Linked DNA regions of Sus scrofa: region 1 is linked to region 2. The links are chromatin contacts, called in public Hi-C maps. All regions are on one chromosome and are shown on one strand. The core of a region is the stretch at or near the end of the contact, and the rest is flanking DNA. Distances in the headings are between cores, read along the strand shown.

The links. A called contact is a pair of places that touch in the nucleus more often than the background predicts.
Region 1: a contact with region 2 is called in a Hi-C map of fetal skeletal muscle, with 3 times the contacts expected there. The contact joins two enhancer-like sites. A contact is called at or near these places in 2 of 47 Hi-C or Micro-C datasets (fetal skeletal muscle and heart right ventricle) and 1 of 2 datasets of contacts at active chromatin or transcription factors (skeletal muscle).

The regions. Positions count from the first base shown.
Region 1 is chr10:60,991,752-60,995,044 of Sscrofa11.1, reverse strand. It overlaps the pseudogene LOC100514677. Among named protein-coding and RNA genes, the nearest start is that of CELF2, 130 kb to the right of the region's middle. Within about 2 kb of position 1,749, at least 16 of the 83 cell types and tissues checked have an H3K27ac peak or open chromatin away from gene starts, as enhancers often do. A contact at or near this core is called in fetal skeletal muscle and skeletal muscle, where this site is marked.
Region 2 is chr10:60,858,529-60,861,630 of Sscrofa11.1, reverse strand. The region is part of intron 1 of CELF2 (CUGBP Elav-like family member 2); the gene reads left to right. Among named protein-coding and RNA genes, the nearest start is that of CELF2, 7.6 kb to the left of the region's middle. Within about 2 kb of position 1,505, at least 6 of the 83 cell types and tissues checked have an H3K27ac peak or open chromatin away from gene starts, as enhancers often do. A contact at or near this core is called in fetal skeletal muscle and skeletal muscle, where this site is marked.

The DNA.
Region 1 (3,293 bases), core at 500-2,999, 130 kb before region 2:
GAAGTGCTTGTTGTCATTCTCCCTGTCCCTTGAACTGTTGTTTTTACACTTTTTAATTAAGATAACACTGGGAGCGAAACATAGTTTACTTTCATCTCTATATTTGAATAAGCCATCATAAGATACCCAGCAATCCTGTCGTTTTGCTGACCTCGTAACAGTTACATTCACCCTTCTAGATTTAGTCTGTTCCTCTGTCACTTTTCAGGAGGAATGCCTTAGGAAGGCTCCGCAAACTCAAATACTAACTAGAAGAAGCAAGTGTACATTAAAAAAAAAAAAAAAGGAAAAAAATTACCAGGCAATAAATGAGGCTATATGTTAACTGAACTTCATTTTCTTTATTTCTGGCTTGAAAATCGCCCCCCTAAAAATTGGGCATCTAAGGAATAACGTTTGAGAAGTACAGCATTTTTTGCGATCCCAAATTTCCTATCCTACATCATAAGGAAAAGAAAATTGTTTTCCTCAAGCAGGAATGATGAGATTCCTTGGCATCTCTGAGGGGATTTCTATTTTAAATGTGTGTGCTGTGTACAAACGGGCGGACTTTGTTCTTTCCTCTGTGTTACCATTAGTCACCATGGAGGCGGTGCCGAGAATAGCTTTTTAGATGCTGTGCTGAGGCGAACTGCATACCCCTCAGCTCGCATCATTCCCAGGAGTCCCCAGGAGGCTAGTGACACGTGACTATGGGGCCTCTGTGGTCAGGTGCCCTCACTGCTGTGTCCAGGTGACAATAAGCCCAGAGGCAATTAAGGGAGATGCATGGGTGGGGGTGGGAGGAGTGGAGGATGGCTGGGCTAAGCCATATCAAATTGTTTAAATGTGACCACTTTTTACATACGAAAATGAGCATTTCATATGCTTTAACCTAATGTGTTCCCCTCCCACTGCTGGTGTTAAAGAGACGGCTTGGACTGGGCTCTTTCGTGATCTCCTTCCCCCTCCCCTCCCCCTCTTCCTCACCTCTTCCTCCTCTTCTTCCTTTTTTTCTTGTCAGGAGTCATTTGGGATTGTGGTTTAGGAATCAGCAAGGAACCCCAAGTCTTTCTCTCCTTTTTTTTTTTTTTTCCATTATATATTTTTTGGCAGCATCTGTGGCATGTGAAAGTTTCCGAGCCAGGGATTGAACCAGCGCCACAGCAGCAACCCCAGCCATTGCAGTGATAACACTGGATCCTTAACCTACTGTGCCACCAGGGAACTCCTTTCCATTATATTTTTCAAATAAACAAGCCTGGGAAAAAACAGACAATCATCTGTTGAATGAATAGACAATCATCTCAAAGGTCCTTTTCCAGCTTCCACTTTGCAACAGTGACTCCATGAAGAATAACTGTAAGTTGCATTTTCCTGAGTGCTGGAGCTGTGTGTTTCCCAGCAGCTGGCTTGGAGTGGGACCCATGCATGCCTGCCATGGGCGGGAGGAATTCTGGCCTCTCAGAAGGGTGACAAGGTGATGAGCGATATTTTCCACTCCAGCTCTGTACTTAACCACTGCCAGTCACTAATACTGCTTTCTCTGACTCTCAATCTCCTGCCTTTTAATCCTATAAGGACCTTTGTGATGACACTGGGCCCCCCTGGACCATCTAGGATGTTCTCCCACCTAAATACCCTTAACCTAATCACATTTGCAAGGCCCTTTTTGCCAGATAAAGTGACATGTTCACGGTTCCAGGGCTCAGGACATGGAGCTCTCTAGAGGGTTAGCATTCCACTGACCACATCTCATGATTCCAGAAAGAACTCAGTCTTCCCAGATACGCTAATCCCCTGGACAGGTGGTCTTTTATATTTTTGAACCAGAATCCTATCCAGGGTCCCTCTCTTGCCTGCCTTCCTTTCTGTGGGTTTCCTGCTAAGTGCCAGGCACCCGTTTTAGCCCAGGTTAGTGGTACCCAGAGAAGTCACTTGACCATCCCTCTCCCCTTGACTGGTCTCTCAAGACAGATTGTTAGGCAGCCCTGTCACCGTACTTGCTATTCCTCGCGCGAGCCTTCCGTAAACAAGTCAGAGCATCATTCTGATGGAACACTTATTGAACATTTCAGAATCCCAAAGGCTGGCAAAGTGCCAACGTAGGAGCTGCCCTCGTGATACTTACACTTCCTGACAGATGAGACTGTTGCCAAGAGATATTCAAATAAGAGTCTGACAGCTGAACACGCGGGGAACGTTTCTGTGCATTAAAAAAAGAAATGAGTAACGTGATGACATTGTTTCTAAGTTGTTTGTGGCACGCCAAAGCAAGGAACTGTCACAGGAATTGCATTTCTAGACAGGGTGGGATTTGGGGGTGGGGGGCGGGGTGCAGAGTGTTGTCTGGATGTCACAGCTTCCTGGGCATTTGCAGTTTAGAGCGGACGCCTCTACAGCCACTCCTAAGCCTTAAAATTCCCTCTCGCCAGGTCTAAAATAACCAGGGACTGGCAGAAGCCTGGAGCTATTCCTTTCCAGATTTGTAGCATTGTTATTTTTTTTTTTTCTCTAAACTCCACTTGTGCACTGTTTAATGCCAATCCAACTTGCAAAGCCATCTGATACGAGCATATCATCCTGTAAGCATTTCTGACAGTCCGTGTCACTATGCATCTTTTTTATCACCCTCCTTTTTACAAGGTATCAGAGATAGCACGCTAGGTTCAGCTGTGATTAATAGGGCTCTCTCACCATTGACTTCACTGGGCTCCAGCCTCCTAAGAAAAATGTGGCTGCTGATAAGTCTCCTGTGATAAGAACTGCGTTATGCGAGGCAGGCATTTCAGTGCATATTATTATGACGGGGTGGTAGTTTGCAAAGTTCAATAGAATTGACGAGCCCTCTTGTCCCATTGATTTTGCTAGGCTTCTGTAGAGCGAGCAAAAGAAATACTTATGGGGCTGAAAGCTACATGCACATGAGAGAGATTAGACTGTCTGGCTGCTCATATATATATATATATATATTTTTTTAAGCCACTTCCAGAATATTACACTCACTTTAGAAAGGTTTTTCTAGGGGTCTTTTTTTTCTTAGAAATTAAGACATCAAAGTTTCTGGTGGAACACAACGTTGAAAAAAATTTTAATTAAAAAAATTGCTTAGGAACGTTCTTGGAGAAATACAGAAGTGTAGCAAGTCTGTTTCAGCGTGTGATGATCTAGTATGTATATGGGGAACTATTTAACATGTCAGGCTGTATATGTGTATGAATGAGACTTATGACTGACAGGGTAAACCAGTTCGGTTGCTTAATTTCTAACTGGCAAGTGGGTTATACGGTAAACACAAAAGAAAACACCAAAAC
Region 2 (3,102 bases), core at 256-2,755:
CTCCCACTTGGATCCATCTTGGTTTCCTTTATAGTCCATGAGGTCTTTGAATCAAAGCACCTGTGCTTCACTTTTCTCAGCTTCTATCTGTATAATGGGAACAGATTTGGAAGGGAGAATAGACAAATTTGAAGCATGATGAAACCGAAATGTGAGTTTTTATCTGCATAAGGGGTCAAGGTTTGTCATACTGTAATCAGAACCAACCAAGCAACACATACACTATACAGGACATAGTCTCAGTTGTTAAGAAGCTGCATGAAACAGAGAGGGAACAGAATGGCTAAGACAGTATCAAGTGGTGTATAATACAGGGGCGGGGCTTGAAGGATGGGTGAGGGAGCGGGAGAGGAACGTGGTCGTTAGAACAGCCTGGTTTTGTCTTTGCTATTAAAGCAAATTTGCACAACATCCTTAAGTGGTTCCCTTTCTTCCTCGGACTATCAGGTCGCTCACATCGCTGCTTCTCCCTCACTTGGCGGTATTCCTGTGAACGAGTGCAAGTGTAGCCAGTAGCCTGTACCAGAGAGTATTGAGAGGCTAAGCGATTGGTAACAAAGGTTTACCCTCAGCTGCAGAGATGAGACAAGATAATGCATTTCCACTTAGCTTGTGTAGATAGCTACACCAGTGTTCAGGAAGAATTTTTCCCCCCTAAGGGATTTCATGGGAATTAGCATCAAAAGCCAAGTTAAAGAAAAATCAGCTGGGATTTTCAAAAACCTCTATCATGGGCTAAAAATAGTTAAGAGATTTGAACCATATTATAGGGGAAAAAAAATTTCCTGTGCTCAAAACCTTAATGTATTTTCAACCTACGTGTCACTTAATAGCTTGGTTATGTAATTGCTGTAGTAATAATTAGGTTAACTAACACAGGGCACCTCTTATCTGTGGGATCACGGTAGATTTTGATTTTGTAGCCATCTACCAGGAAATGATGGCCTGGCACATGACAAAGGTCTAGCTGACGAATCCGAAAATTAAATGACATGGTCCCAGTGTCAGGCTGTTCTGATGGAATCACAGGCAGAATCCAGCACGTCTGGTTCTTAAATCTTCATCATCCTTTTCACTCCTCTGGCAAAAGCAGCATTTGCCTTAAAGAGTCTGATCATCTGCAGGTACCATTATCAGATGACTTCTGATCCTTGGAAGGGAAAGCTCTTTGTTGGGGGGGGGGGTGTCCTGAGATCATTGTGGGTAAAGCAGATTCACGTGTTTTGTTTTACAGGCATCCGAGCGTTTGCTCTCATTAAGGGTTCCTCTTCTACAAGATGTATTTGTTCAGAAAAAGGAGGAACATTCAAGCCAGTGGGGTTCTCAAGTCCAGATTTTGATTCTCACCAAGAGGGGTCTCAGGCACCACCTCCCCCCGCAAGGCTTAAAACTCCCTTTCTCTTCCACCCCCACCTGTTGCTGCTTTCTGTCTGGACCTAATGTTATGCCAACGGCTGTGGCCACCCAGCTGTTACCACTCAGCTGTTGGGGTTTGTCAGGCAGTAGTTTCTCCTTTTCAAATTTACAGCACGTGGCAGTAAGATGAGACCCTCTGGCCAGTTGGGGACAACAGGATAGGGGGTGGGGGTGTCTTAGGGCACATTCCCAGGGAACTGAAAACCCCATTCGGATAGGTATGCATTTTGTTCCCGCCGCCAGGCTGGCACCAGACAAGGGGACCTGATACAGCTGGACAAATCTCGGCATCTTCAAGGGGCCACGGGGACCTTCCCTGAGAGGTGTTTTTTGGTTTGTTTTTTTTCTGAGTGCCTTCGTGTACACATCACCAGGCCAGCTTTTTTTTTTTTTTTTTCCTCCTTCCACCCTTTCTTTAGTCTTCTCCTTCCCAATTTTCATACCTTATTGATTCATTTCATGGGACAGAGTCTTCCCTCCCCCTCTCCCACCCCCGGAAGGACTCGCCCAGAGGCAGCTGTTCCCAGTGGGGACACCAGCCCTTGGTCAAGGCAAACTTGAGTTCCCTGACAGATGAGCCACCAGCTACCTCTCCACTCATGTGGGCACCTGCCTCCGCAGACACGCAGCTGTGGAGGAAAGCTTCTGGCATTGTCTGGCTTCCGTTTGAGAGAGAAAGAGGGAGCGAGAGAGAGAAGGCCGAGTGAGGGACAGTCAGGAAGGTGGCAGCGGTGTCATGGAGAAAGGAAGCAAAGGCAAAGCCAAGTCCGAGAGGGAAGCCATGAGCTGGTTGGGCTCTGGGTCCGACAGGCCCACACTTTTAACATTTCATCCCCTTGGGATGGAAGCTTCTGGAAACTCTAGAGGGGCGCCTCCTTTCCGAGCTCGAAGGTATGTATGCAAAGAACCCATCTTCCCTTAGAGGGTCTCTTCAGAAGGAAGAGAAATTCACCATCTTTGCCTTTTTGCGCTATTGAAAATAAATTCAGAAAAACCCAAGATTGAAAAAAAAAAAAAAAGCCAGTTAGCAGCTGTTCTGGGGTTGGGGTGGAGAGAGCGATGGCTGAAAATGCCTGTAAAAATGGGAAATAGGAGTTTAATAATGGCGATTTCATTTTGATGGGCGTGTGATTTTACTCAAGTCGCTTTAGGAATGTGATGACGTCACCATTCCAGAAGCTTTCCAAAAAGTGGGAGGACGGGGAGCAGAATACAATCATTTTAAATTTAGGATTGGTGATGGAAGCATTTTCTCAGGGATCTCTTTGCAGAGATGAGAAAATGTATCTTTATCATGTATCACTTAAGGGTTTGTTTTTTTTTTTTTTAAGCACAGAAAAAGGCACTGTTGTTTATTTTTGCAAGTTGCTAATGAAACTGGGGTAAGCCAAGAACAAACACATGGCCACAAAGTCAGATGCTCACCCAGGTACTTAAAATTCATGTGGATTTTCAGTTCCCGTGGATTTCAAATTTATTGGCTGGAAGTGATGCGAAACTCCCCTCCAGGGCCTGTCTTGCTCCACATGGCCCTCCGCGCATTGTTTTTGTTTTGTTTTGTTTTCACCGTGACAGCTATATTGATAAAATTTGAATTTGAAAATGTGATGGGGAGAGATGGGGGGAAAAGCGCTTTTGTGAAGGTGGCCGTGGAGGGTGGAAGTGTCCCTGGCACACCTGTAGTCG